Regions from separate parts of the Athene noctua genome. Here region 1 is linked to region 2. A link is a contact called in public Hi-C data. All regions are on one chromosome and are shown on one strand. The core of a region is the stretch at or near the end of the contact, and the rest is flanking DNA. Distances in the headings are between cores, read along the strand shown.

Region 1 (6,550 bases), core at 2,752-5,251, 150 kb before region 2:
AACCCCTCAGACACAAGCAGTGCTAGTACTCAGTGACTTTTTTTGCCTGTGCTACAGAATGTTGCACTTGAGAGAGAAAACACATAACTGCAATGCTAAATGTCTGTGTGTGCGTATTAGGATAGGGTGGAGCGGACTGTCACTCAGCTGTATTTAATTAACATAGTATTTTATATAATGTATTTATTTTTTACGTAATTATGTGATTAAGGAAAATGCTTGCTAGTAACATCTATTCCATAACCCAGCACTGTTGAGAGTTAAACATGCACCTTTGCAGGTAATTAATCTCCTTGCCCTGCTTATTTTGCTAGTTGGCACTTGCTAAATCCCTGTAAAACCACACCCAGCAGTGCTGTGTATTATCCCTCTGCTGTCTATTCCTACATATGGTCAAAATCAACTTACCTTCCGGGTTGCTGACATCAGCAAAATGTACTCTTGGCAAACTCCAGTATCCTCCTAGTAACCCTTTGTTTGGTTGGTGTTATTACAATTGTATTCCTCTGACAGCAGCAAATACCATCTAAACAGTGCCTACCTTGACACTCGGGTTATGATGTGGAAGGAGATTACCATATTATCACGTTTTAAACATTAAAACAACCCCTCATATGATAAAACACGTATAATATGGGAGTGGGGGGGAAAGTTAGAGGAAAGATACTTTTATGCTTCCGGTAAGGAACTGACCCATAGTGGTTGCAAGTTTCCAGATATTATTTTGATAATAGTAAAGGTACACATATCCAATTATCTAGTCATCTTGTGACCTTAAACAAGACTGTCACCTCTGTTAAAATTATGCTTATTCCTATTTTAAGGAAAAAAAGACATCCTGAAGCCTGACTACTCTAAAAAGTTAGCATTCACCAATAATGAATTTCTAGTCTTCTGGCTGTCTTTTGATAGCATCCTCTTTTGATGTTTCCTCGTAGCCATTTGGCTCTAAACAGCAAGCAGGAAAACATCTGGTCTCCTTCAAATATACGTTTCTGAAACTAAATTAATTGGGTACAGTGTTGAAAATCCTGATGTAATAATTGGTCCCACTCCCCCCCCCCAGTTAAGTAGCATGTTTCTAAGGCATATATTTATGTTGTCATTGTAGTAAAACCCAAGATTATGTTATAAGAAGTACATGGGGAGTGCCAGAGAAGTTGCTGTTTTCAGCAAGTTGCTCTTTTCATTTCCCACTAGGTTGAGTTTTCTCAGCTTTTCTATTGCTAAAAAGTTTAGAACCCATAGTAGCACCCAAAAGGGAAAGGATTTCAGGATAGGAAAAGGGGTATGAAATTATTTTCCTGTTGGCAGCAGCATTGTTGTAAATATTAACAAACAAGGATCACCTCCTGTCAAGGAAGGAACACTCCAATAAAGGTGAATGTTTCTATTTTTGAAGTCTATAGCATGTTTGATTTTTTAACTACATCCACTTGCCTTACCTACTTGGGGGCATTAGTTTAATAAAAAAGCATACCAGGTCAAGTAGCCAAGTGCTTCAGTTACGGAGCAGTTTCATACACTGGCTTTCTACCCCTCTACGACCTCTTTAAACTGTGCCACTAGAATACAGCAGGCAAGCGAGTCAGGTTATGACTGGGAGCTACAGCTTCAGGACAAATCAGAAAGTTGTATTAATTTAGCGATCAGAATCTAGCTTTTCCCTCTCCTCCTCCTCACACACATTCTTCAGGACATGCCTGTAGTTAACGAGTAAGTTTAACATAAACCCTAGAGTTCAGCACAAAGGGCATTTTCCCAGCTCAGGTACTAGCAAAAGAAAAAGTGTGAGGGGGAAATGCATTTTAATTATTTTATTTTTCTTAAATATAATAGAACCTTCTAGAATTTCTCCAGAAACAGAAACATTAAAAAATTATACTTTATTACAAATGGTAAACTCAGAGTGCTAAAAAAAAGCCTCTTATTTACAAACAATACTGGGCAGCGCCCAAATAAACAACATAAAAATAACTTACAAAGTCATGAAGTAGTTTATTGACATTAATCAACTTTCATAAAATAAAATAAAAAAAGATATGTACATACACAATTTACTCGAAGGCAGGCAGAATAGTTCTGTTTTGTTTATCAGCCTCCCACAAACCTCCCTCCCACTTTTTTTTTTTCTTAAGTAATACTACATAAAGCAATCTACAGTTTCTATTGCAGTTTAACCTTTAATACTGAATGATCATCGAATGTTAGGTCCATGCAGGTCTTGGTCAATGTTAAACGAAGATCTGACGTCTCATCTGAGCAGGAACAGCACTTCTCGGCACGGTGCTGGCCGCTTCACTACTAACTCAAGCTGAAGGCTTGCCAGTCTTTCCACACATGCGCTTTGCAGAGCACAGGCAGGACTCAGCCTTCCAGCTTTTCCCATTAGCTTTATGCATCTGCCACTTTTGGTTTTTTTGTTTCAGTTACACCACAAGATCACAGTTCTCGTTTAAGACAGTCTCTTCAAAACGTTTGCAACTGTTGTGTTAGCATTAGCTGGCACCCGCTGTTGACATGGTTCATGACCTTCTGCTTAAGCTGTGCAACCTGTTCTCTGAGCATGTTGGCAGTGGATGCCAGCTCTGAGTTCTGGGCTTTCAAAGTTTTCACTTTTTCTTCCAACCTGGCAATCCTTTCCAACTTCCTTTTCCGGCATTTGGATGCCGCAATTCTGTTTCTCATGCGTTTTCTCTCGGCTTTGATTCTCTCCTGTGACTCCATGTCAATAGGGGACAGGGGAGGGGTTTCCCCTGGCATTTCAGGTACAGTCTGAGGCTCTTCTTTCAGAGCCTGAAGCCTGGGATGCTGCACCGGCATCTGGGGGTTGATGTGGTGCTGAGGCGCGTAGCCCATGTTGTTCGCGTTGTAGTTGGGCGCGGAGTTGAGCGCGTTGGGGTTGAAGTTGCTGAGATTGGCGTACACCGGGGGCTCGCTGTGCAAATTCGTGTTGAAGCTGCTGCCGCCGGCCATGGAGGACACAGGTGCCATGCCGCTGCTGACGGGCTGGGCGGCGGAGGTAACGCTGGGCAGGGTGTTCTGGTTGTGCAGTTCCGCCAGGGCTCTCACAAAGCCTTCCGCGAACCCCTCTTGCTCGTCGGTAACGTTTTTGGGGCAGAGGAACTGCGTCGGGGTCGGCGTGGTGGTGATTAGCCCGTTGCTGGACTGGATGATGAGCCGCTCCAGTTCAGGAGAGGCCAGTTTCAGGAGTCCCACGTCGGGGGAGGTGAGGATGTCGGCGTTCTTGTTCCTCAGGTGCGGCTTCAGGTTGCTGGATGGGTCGGACAGGTTCAGCGTCATGTTCTGCTTCAGCACTTTAGCGTTATTATATCCATACCCGCCGCTCTCCGGCGGCACGAAGCTGGCGTTCAGGGCATCCTCGTAGAAAGTAGGCTCCATCTTTGCACTCATAGAACAGAGTCCGCGGAGTGGCGCCGGGAGCTGCGGCAGCGCGGAGGAGAAGCTGCCCGGCTGCCGCTTGCGCCCCGCTCCGCGCTGCCGCCCCAACCCTCCCGGCCGCGCAGGGAGGGGAGAAGGAGAAAGCCGAGCCTTACTTCTCACCGGGGCGCGGAGAGTCCTCCCGGCGCGGGCCGGGCCCGCGGTCCCTGGCGCTGGGAGCCCGCCTGGCCTGGCGGGGCTTCGGCGGGGCGCCTCACCGCCCTCCTCCTGCCGCTGCCGCTGCGGGGCCGGGACGCTGCTCCACCGCCACAAGTTGCCGCTCGTACTTTATATATATATTTTTTTTTCCCCCCTCTCTCCTCTTTTCCCCGCCTTCCTGCGCGCCCTCCCCGGCTCCGCGCTGTGCCTGCTCCGCTCGCCTCCACCCGGAGCCGCGCTGCCGCCTGCCCCGCGCTCTGAGCCCGCTCCCGGCGTGGAGCCCTTCACTTATCAGCGACCGGGAGCCCGCTAAAAATAGCCCATGATGTCACCCCGCGGGCTCCCCATTGGCTGCCGCCGCCTCTCCCGGGGGAGGCGGGCCGCTGGCCCGGCCCGGTGCATATCAGCCGGTCGCCATGGCCACCCCGCCCCTAGAAGCTTCTCAGGGCGGGCGCGGGGCCTTGTGGGATGAGGTAATGCTGGCGGCGGCTCGGGGCATTGTGGGCTGACGTCTTGTTTTTGAATATCTGGTTACCGCGTCCAGCGCGCGAGCGGGGTTGGCCGCCGCCGGCGCCTCCTTTAACGGCCACGTACCAACCGCCCGCCGGAGGGGCGGGGGCGACCATCGGCCCCCCTCTCCCTCCCTCGCCCCCCAAACAGCCGCCTCTCCCTCTTTGTTTTCGTGTCCGGGGGTTCGGTTTTAACGGCCGGGCCTTGCGGCGGGCAGGAGGCGGGGCCGCGCTCCAGCCGTGCGCCGGCGGGTTTCGGCCCGTCGTGTCTGCGTGTGTCCGTGTGTCCGTCCGCCCCCCCCCCGCCGGTGGTACGGCCCTTCAGGTGGCGCTTCGGGGGAGGCGTCACGTGACTTCCCCCGCCCGCCGCCGTCCCGCCGCCCGTGCGGTTTCCAGGCAGGGCCGGGGGTGGGGCTCTGCCCGCGGCGGCCGCGCGCGGGGCCAGGGCGGGCACCAACCGCCGCGGGGCGGCCCCCGCCCACGCGCCCGCGGCGCTCCCCGACCGGGCCGCGCCCGCCCCGCCGAGGGCACGGCCCCTCCTCCCCTCCCCTCCCCTCCCCGCCGGGCGGGCGGGGCTGCGGCTGGCGGCGGCGGCACAGGCCTCGCCCTCGCCCGCCTTCGGCTCGGGGCCGGTGCCGCTCGGCAGAGCCCCGCTGTGCGCGAAGGGCGACCCGGCTCCCGGAGCGCCGTGCGGAGGGCGCTCGGCCGCCCCCCTGCAGCGCTGAGGACCCCCCCCCGGGGCCCTGTGGGCCGCCACCCCCCCCCGCGTAATCCGGCTTTCCTCCGGTACCGCCTGGTTCGCAAGGGCACGGCTTGGCCGTTACCGTGATCGGGGATGTCGGTTCCCGGACTCAACGCGCCAGGACAAGAGAGGGGGGAAATAAAACCTGACAGGAAAAAGCCGGGTTCCGGATGGGTTTCTCTAAACTCGTCCTACCAAGGGGAGGGGACAGCGACGGCCTAATTTTAGCAAGAGTGCCCTAGTATTGCTGTGGCGGTACAGATTAGTCGGGAGGGAGGGGAAAGGCTGGAGTCGAAGGATCCAAGCTGAGGAGCGAAGGCTGTGCTGGCACGTTCACCTCGGAGCAACAGAAGGGGGATCTCTAGTTCACCCCAACTGCCCCGTGGTGAACGTGGGGTGCCTACCTCTAATAAAAGGGTATGCCCACCCGCCGGGCTCACCTTTGTAACCTCCTTGTACCTCTGGGAAGTGGGCAGCTACCTCTGGAATAAAGTGCAGGAGCTGTTTAAGGACAAGAGGTGATAATAAGGGGTAGGACAGGGACTGGAGGGGTGCACTGTTGTATCGTGTTGCCAACAGTGCAAAAAGTGCTCCTTACGCTGGCAACACAAAGCTGTTACCTGCCCTTGGAGGGTGGACCAGCTTTATACGTCAGTGAAGAACTTGGTCTGTCAGGTTCAATCCCTTTTTACGATATGTGAAGCTGACGAACTGATGTCTAGGTTTGAAAATACACTTTCAAATTCTCCGGTGCTATTTTTTCCTAGACATAATGACATAATTACCAGTTACAATATAGGAAGCAACAACGAAGCAAACAGCAACACAAGCAGCTGTGAAAGAAAAGTGAAGGTCTAGCTCCCCTCTTTGAAGTTGTTGATTTTTTTTTTTTCCTTCTCTGTTTTCTCCCGGCGTTCCCACCTGACTTCAGCCACTACGTTCATTTGACCACACGGTGGGCACTGGTGTTGCTCTGTGCTAACCGGAATTACGCAAATAATACATGCACTTCTTTGTACGTTTGTGTGAGCAGTCTGTGGCACGAAATACAGAGTTTTGGCCGGGAACAGGGGGGCTCGCCGTGTGCTGTTGCCGTACACACAACCTTCACGTAGGCAGCATCTGTCTGTGGTGCAGGTCACTCAAACTACTCAACTGCTGCTGTAGCTTCAGCTGCAGTTTAATCAAACAGCAGTAAGTTACTGCATGAAAATCTCTGAAATTCATTAATGCAGGGGATGCTAGAAGCAGTTAACTCCTTTTAATCTTTACGTACAAGATAAATAGAGGCCAGTGACTGACTCTTCTGGCACAAGAGCCAAGGGGCATCAAATGAAACTGTCAGGTTCAGAACCAACCAGAGAAATGCCTTCACAGAATTGTAGTTAAGCTGTGGAACTCCTTGGCAAGAGTGCTGTGTGGACTGAGGGATTTTAAAGTGATTAGATGAATTCACAGAAGAGAAATCACTTAAGGGCTATCGAACGCAGTGAGTGCATCTCTGGCTCCGGAAATCCCAAAGCTGCAAATGACTTGTGCCTGGGAGAGCATCCCGAGGCAAAACTGCCGTGTGCTGCCCTGGTTTTGTGTGCCCCCCCCAGGTACCTGCGCTGGGCTCCTGTCAGAGACAGGCTATCTAGTCGGACCTGATGTGGCGGTCCTCGCTGCGTTAAAACTCCCCCGAGACAGCCCATAAATG
Region 2 (7,194 bases), core at 4,472-6,971:
CAACAGGACATGCTGCTTGAAGTGCAGCTGAGTCCTCTTCAACCCTTCTCCACGCTGACTGCGTTCTGGAATCACTGTATGACATATCACCACTGCACCAAACTACTTCACGTAAGCTGGTCATATTCTATGGAAAAAGTCTTGGAAGGACGTTGCATAAAAATATTTAACCTCTGTTAGTTATATTTCATGAGATGTAAGGTATTGTGAAATTTAAGGAGCTCAACAGATTTTCACAGCCTGGCTTGTGAAATTCATTTCCAGCTCAACAGATTGTGATTTCACGATTTTGCACATCTGGATTTTGGCACAGAGCTTCGATGGAAGACGTCTGTGGCAAATGTGCCTCGCAGAGAGAGCAGGGCAGTGTGTCAGCTCGTGGTCCGTGAGGAGTCCAGTCCTGTCTGTGAGTTGTAACCTGCCTGCCCTCACCTGTGTAGTTTCTGTTCCACAGGGCAAAGGCTGCAGTGTTGTAGCTGGCCCTGACATCAGTGATCTCTTGAATATAAATGCTAATGATAAAGTCGTCCTTCTAATATTTAAGGAGTGTAAAGGGACATGCAGAGGTCACAGGGGTGACTTTTGCATATCCCCTTACATTTTTGCATGCTGGCAACACGGGTGGGTACAGCAACAACATGTGTGAAGCCTGTTGAGCACCCCCTCCACTACACTGCAGCAGTGGGCTTCTTTTCTGGCCAAGCATTTGGGCGTGGGGGTGTCTTCTCCTTAACCTAATCTGTGGAGAACTGGCAGCCTTCCCAGAGGGGAACCAGTTGATGAAAACATGACTTTAAGCCAGAATGTTTTCAGCATTCACACCACAGAAGGAGAGTTTATAAAGGTGGCAGAAGTCATGCACATTTTCCTTTTGTGTATCACTGTATGGCAACAAAATCATCCTCTTTTTCCCACCAGGATCACACGGTGTCACAGAACTTCGCTTACTCTTATGGCATTGGCAGTGCAGTTTTGCAAGAAGAATCCCTGTGCTGTCTGGAATGCTCAACTGTTGGGTACCAGAGTCAGAAAACATCCTGCCTGCCACGAACGTTAGGAAAACAGAGCAGTCCTGACTCTAGTGCCAAGTGGTTTTTTGGAAGGCTGACTCCCCTGAGAATAAAGGATGTTGGTATCCAGCCAAGAGGGCAGGCAGGAACAGGCCCTGGGCAAGACACTGGAATGTTGGTGGAGCCTGAAATATTGCATGTGTGTTTGTATCGGTTTCTGACATTTGTATTACAAGGTGAGTTATCCAAAATGTAAAGAAATGGGCCACAAATTGATCAAATCTGATTTTTTTTTCTAGCTATATTTACAGCCATGTAAAACAGGGATTTCCCTTTTTGGCTGCGCTAGTACCTAAGAATAACTTAATATATTGTCTGTTAAAAACAGAAAAAGTCCCCCAAAAGAAATGTAATTGTTTTCCTATTGTACACTCAAAAATCCCTTTTGTCACTGCATAGTATTCAGTTGGTTTTTACTTCCCTATTCCCCTGTTTGAATGAACAGTCCTAGTCTAATGACTCAGTAAGCATTTCATCCAGAGTATTCCCCAGCTTCTATTTCCTACACCAGCTTTACACTGCTTCTTAAAAATGAGATTAAAAACCACCCGCAGGTGCTGGTATTAACTGCCTAAGGAAGCACATGTTACATGACCCTTTATAAATCTTTTCTTCCCTTCAATTGTTATGTTAATCTGCACCTAAGTAAGCGGAATCTTTGAATGCTCAAAGATCCATCTCTGCTTCTGTAAGTAAAGCAATTTGCTTATCGGCTTGATTTGGTTTGGTAGATGGTTTGGTTTTAGATGAAGTTTTCTGCATAGAAATTCTTGAAAACCCCACATGTAAGTGGGAAAATTGCAAAAGAGAAGGAGATTGTATATGTAAATAGATTTTACATTTTTAATTTCCTCTTTATCTTAAATTTAGAAAGATTTGAGAGCTAATAGATTGGATCCAGTGTTGCAAAGCAGCTCAGCAGCCAGCGTGGCTGGTCTCTGAGCTTCCACCTCCTCTGAAAAAACTTAGGTGATGTGAAGTTGTCTTAGCGATGCTACTTCTGCTGTCCTTGGCCTCACTGAAGGCTGAGAACATGCCCAGCAACCTCTCTTTTATCTGTGCTGAAGCTGGGAACTGAACCTGCGTAAGAACTTGTTTTTCCCCTGTGGTGGTAGTTTCAGTTATCAATATGTGCTCATGCTTTCTGATTTGGGGCCCAAAAGAAAGTCCCAAAGCTGTTCCTGTTCAGCCTCTGGGGCTGAAGTGTACCCCGCTGGACTGGAAGATCTTGTCTGGTATATTTGAGAATCCTGAATCCATGGATTCAGAAATGACAACAGTTTTTCCACCTACTTTTTCTTTTTTTTTTTTCCAAAATGCTCTGTTGACTGCCAAGCTAGGCCCAGTATTTACATTTCCAGCACGGCTACGGTGGGGAATTCAGGAAGATTTTGTGCATATAGTTTTCTGCTGGGGCGTCTCACCTGTGTACACGTATGCTCCTGAAATGATGGTTCCCTCTAACATTCAACAGCAAGCTGAGATGCTGGGCCAGAGCTTGCATCCAGGGAGGCCGAGAGACATTTTTGTGTTGGTCTCAATGGAGCAGGACTGGAGCTTTATTTCCTTGACAAGGCTGGAAAACGTTCATTCTGTCTCTTTCCCCTTCACACACATATTTTCTTTTCTTTATAGAATAAGTCATTTGTCTTTATCTCACCATTCACCTCTCTCTTTGATTGCAGTTAATGGAATTGTCACCTTTATGTACTCATGTTCCATTTCTCAACCTGTCTGGACTTTGGCCTCCAAAGGTTACCACTGCTAGTGAAGTAATATGATTAACTGAGTCTTTTTAGACAGATTTATGCACGATTTCTTCTCCAGCAAGTGTCACATCTAGTCTAGTTCTGCAAAAAAGAATATTTCAAAGATGCCAACTGTCATCTAAAACCACTAAATTTTTCTGCAGAGCTGGTTGAGAGGACTGCGGGCCATCTTAGAGCAATGCTGATTTACGCTACCTGAAGCTGTATCCCTAGAGTTTGAAATACGGGCTTTTGTTAAAAATGAAAAAAAAGAATGTTCCTGTCTCACAGAAAGCACATTTAAAATGGAATTTTCATTAGTTACTCTGTAATGAAAAGGCAGAAGGGTAAATTTTAAGCGAATCTGTCCAGAATCTTGGAAGAAGAGGAAGGTTATTTGAAGCAGTAATATCTGAAACAAAACTACAACAGCCACATTCTAAACAGGAAAAAAAGTGGCCTCGTTTTGCATTTAAGCTACACACGTCTACAAGATATTTTGAAGTTTATAGAAAGATTTTGAAATTATAGAGGATCCACTGCACACATATCTATTCTTCCTGCATTTGAGATGAAACACAAATTAATCATCATTATTCTGCACTAATATAACACCTCTTAACCCTCAGCTTTCAGAATATTTCAAAGGCGTAATGAATTAAGCCTCATGTGGTCTTGGAAATATGTGATAATCTAAACTTTGATTCTTTCATTTAAAAAAAAAAAAGCATTTTCAGGACTCTGATTTTGGAGGCTAAAGGTCTTGTAACTGTTCTCGAAATATCTTCATTTGTCACCCCCTTGGAAAGAAACCATGTGAGTGCTAGAGAAGTATAATGAAATGGAAAATTATATTAAGGAAAAGTAATGCATTTGTCTGTACTTACAGACATTTAATTTCTTTTGCATTTTTTTGGAGCAAAAAGACCTGAATAAGTCAAGGTACTAATGTGATATAGGTACAAAAAAGGCAAAATTGATCCCTGTCTGTAACTAAAAGGCTGCACAGGGATTTATTATTATTATTATTATTATTATTATTATTGCCACTGTACAAGTCACTAGCGAGACATCTTTTTGAACATTACGCATTATGTTGGGCTGTGATCATTCATGTTCAGAAAATATTAATTCTGACTGAAACAAGTGCAGAGAAAGCTTATTAGATAATCCAAAACTTGCTGTTATGAAAGAAAATATAAATGGTTAATGTTTAACTTGGCAAAACAGAAGTTGAGAGATTTAAATGGTGTCTACCAATACACTGTGGGAGGAGAACAACTTAAAGAGTCAGCAATCTATGAATATTTGGAAGACATAAATAGTTAAATTTGTTTTTAATGAACAGAGGAATTGGATTCTGAAACAAAACAGTGAAGAAGGGACATAGTTGGGAGGGTGAAGAACAGGAACTATAATCCGGAGCTCAGCACGTGTATGGAAGGTTTTATAGGATTTGATTGTCAGAGATAGTGAAAGCACACTCAGGCCCATTTGTCCAGGCTTCATTTTACAGCATTTCAGTGGAACAAAACATTTTGGTATATCTGCAGTGACAGTATTTTGTTTGGGATCACTGAACTAAGGTGAAACAGCTTGTTTGTGTCTCTGAACTCTACACTTTCTCTCCGCGGTGCAGTTCCTTGGTCAGAGCAGTAGCCTTACGCCAGGATTTGTTCCCAGGGGCCAGGTGCCGTGTGCCTGGGCCGCTCTGACTCAGATTGGGATGTACACGTCGCAGAAGAGAGAAATTTGCCTCCCGCTATGGGAGGTGCCGACCTCCCGGGGAGCAAAGCAGAGCATGAGAGCACACACTCCCACCCTGCAATGAGCTGACTTGGAATTACAGTCAGGAAGGTGGTATTTTTTTTTTTTTAAATCTGTCTATCCAAAGCAAAGCATTTGGACTAATGCAAGCAAACTCCAAATGCTTCAGTTTGTGTTGCCTTTCCTACCTCACCTAGACGCACGGTATTCCCAACAGAAAGTTGATTTTCACCCAGAAGATTTCAGTTTTGTAGAAGTAGTGTTTTCCATCAGAAAATCATCCCAACGGAAAATTACTAACTGGTTCTAATACAAAGTGACCAGCGAAGCTCTCAAAATGATTCAGTGGCAAAGCTGGAATGAAAACCCACAGCTCCTGACCACGAACCCTGTGCTCTAACCACGAGACAACACTCATCTTTCCCTGAGCAAGGTTGTTCCTGCAGTATTTCTGCTTGGGCCAAAGCGGGAGAACTCTGGAGATGTTGCAAGAGAGCTTTTTGATACAAGATTTCCTGCTGTAGAGTATTTGGGGGATAACGGGAAAAATCCCTGCTGGCTCCCTGGGGCCTCTTCAGCAGTGTTTGGACATCATGGGAATGTGAGGTTTTCTATCTGCTCCTCCCTACGTGGGTCATGAGGGATGTGGTGGGGTCTGGGCCTGCCATGGCTGGCCCATCTCTGTTTCTAAGAGATGCTTTTGAGGGGATCCAACTGCCCTGTCCTCCATTTTAAGCAAACTTTAAATAAACTCAGGGTTTATTCCTCACATCAGGAAATTTCCCAACTTCTCAGGTAAAACTCCCCAACAGAAGAACCCCATGCAGAAAATCAAACTTGTGGCTCGCAGTCCTGTTTTGTTTATTTAAGAAGTGATTCTGTATTTACGGGTCAAAGCGGGGTACGTCCTCAGTCTGGACATGCCCTTCTGCTTGTTTCCCTCTGTTTATTCTTGCCCTGGCTCTCGATGTGTCTTCTTGCACCACTTCAATGCTAAAGGCTTCTCCAACCCCCAGTATTTCTGCAGTCTTTGTAGGGCAACAGAGCTGCGGCTGAGAAACACGATTTAGCAACAACGCCTTTAAGAAAAAGAGCCAAACCCCCCTCTTGGGTTTGTTGTTAGTTTTTTGGTTGGTGGTTTTTTTTTTTTCCCCCCCTCTTTTATTCGCTTTTAAATAAAGGAGAAATACGATTCCCTTTCCGAGGCAAAACCCGCTCGTATGGGTTGAATTCCTGACAGGGCACAGTGCACGCTCGGCTTTCCAGGGCAGCGCAGCTTGACAGCTCTGCCTAACACACCGCAGAGCCCCGTGGCAGCGCTCGGGCCAGCTCCGCACACCGGCCCCCAAACCTAAACCAGATGGCGGCACCGGCCGGCGCGGCCTTCAAAGGCGAGCGGGGCGCGGGGGGAGGCCCGGCGGCTCCCCCCCTTCCCCGCCCCGCCGCGGGGACGGCGGCGCAAGCGCGGGGGGTGCGGAGCGCGGCGGGTTCCCGGCAGCGGCCGGCGGGCGGGAAATTGCCCTGTCAGGAAAAGCGCGGTTTGTGTAGCCCGCTCCCTGCGCAGCTAATCTAGTGTTTCAGTTTGGACAAGTAAGTGATTTTTTTTTTTTTTTTTTGTATTTTTTGACGCTCGCCAAGGCCCGGTGGCGACTGAAAGCCGCGGCCGGGCGGGCTCCCCCCCTACCCCCCGCACCTCAGGCAGGCGAGGCGGGAGCCGCCTCTGAGGGGAGCGCGCTGGCCGGGGCGGCCCGGCTTTGCTAGGCCCAGGCGGGCGCCCAGCCCGGCCCAGCCCCCGCTCCGGAGCTCCGCGCTGAAAGGAGAACGCGGTGACATTGAAGAAAACTCCTTCCCCGTTCGGGAGGTGCTGCTGGTTGAGAAACGCTGTCGCGTTTGCGGTGGTGTGTTTTGTTTTGTTTTTAATTCAAAGACCTGCGGTGTGACACCCCCCCCCCCCACGCCCTCCGGGTTTTTCCCAGGGGAACCCCTCTCGCTGCTTCTTCAGGGCGTATGTTGACTGTGCGATTAAATTGCTCCGGATCAGTTTCAGAGCCTGGTTTTGGTGTAGCTGGTGGGGCATTATAGGATTTACATTCTAGTCTCCCAGCCTGACTTCCCAAAGTTTGCTTTTACTGTGTTTCTCAACAGCACAGCCTATATATAACGCCTACACTTAACGAGAAGGGGTCTGCCCTTTTTCACAGCCCCTCTGCGCTGACAGGCCCCAGGCTGCGCGGGGGGTGCGCAGCGCCTGGGCAGACACTTGACATTTTGCAGGGCTGGGGTAGGCACATCGCTTCCTCCCAGCGATTCCTCCAGTGGACGAGGGTGTAGGAGTTACCACGTTCCCTCCTGCCTTTCCCCGAGCTTTAAACGGCAGCGCTCAGGTGACCTGGCATAGGCAGGTGGGACACGTACATCATTCACACACTTGCTTAATCCTGCAGATCCTTGGGAGATTTCCTCAAATGTATTTCTTGCCCTTACTCAAGTTGGTATTTTCCGTCTTGCATCTCTGGCGCTGGTGTGTCCTCGCCGCTCGCTTCCACCGCTGCCTCCTTCCTCTTCTTGCAGCTCCGCTTTCTCGCACCTTTGCGGCACCATCTCCTTCG

The links. A called contact is a pair of places that touch in the nucleus more often than the background predicts.
Region 1: a contact with region 2 is called in a Hi-C map of heart, with 3 times the contacts expected there. The contact joins the promoter of JUN here to the promoter of FGGY in region 2. A contact is called at or near these places in 2 of 2 Hi-C or Micro-C datasets (heart and liver).

Annotation. Positions count from the first base shown.
Region 1 is chr5:4,824,146-4,830,695 of bAthNoc1.hap1.1, reverse strand. JUN (Jun proto-oncogene, AP-1 transcription factor subunit) reads right to left here and starts at 4,001. Exons shown (of 1, transcript XM_074906104.1): 1 at 1,803-4,001. The coding sequence starts at 3,414. The coding sequence ends at 2,470. The region is part of intron 1 of LOC141960529 (a long non-coding RNA gene); the gene reads left to right.
Region 2 is chr5:4,671,918-4,679,111 of bAthNoc1.hap1.1, reverse strand. FGGY (FGGY carbohydrate kinase domain containing) reads left to right here and starts at 5,721. Exons shown (of 15, transcript XM_074906107.1): 1 at 5,721-6,175.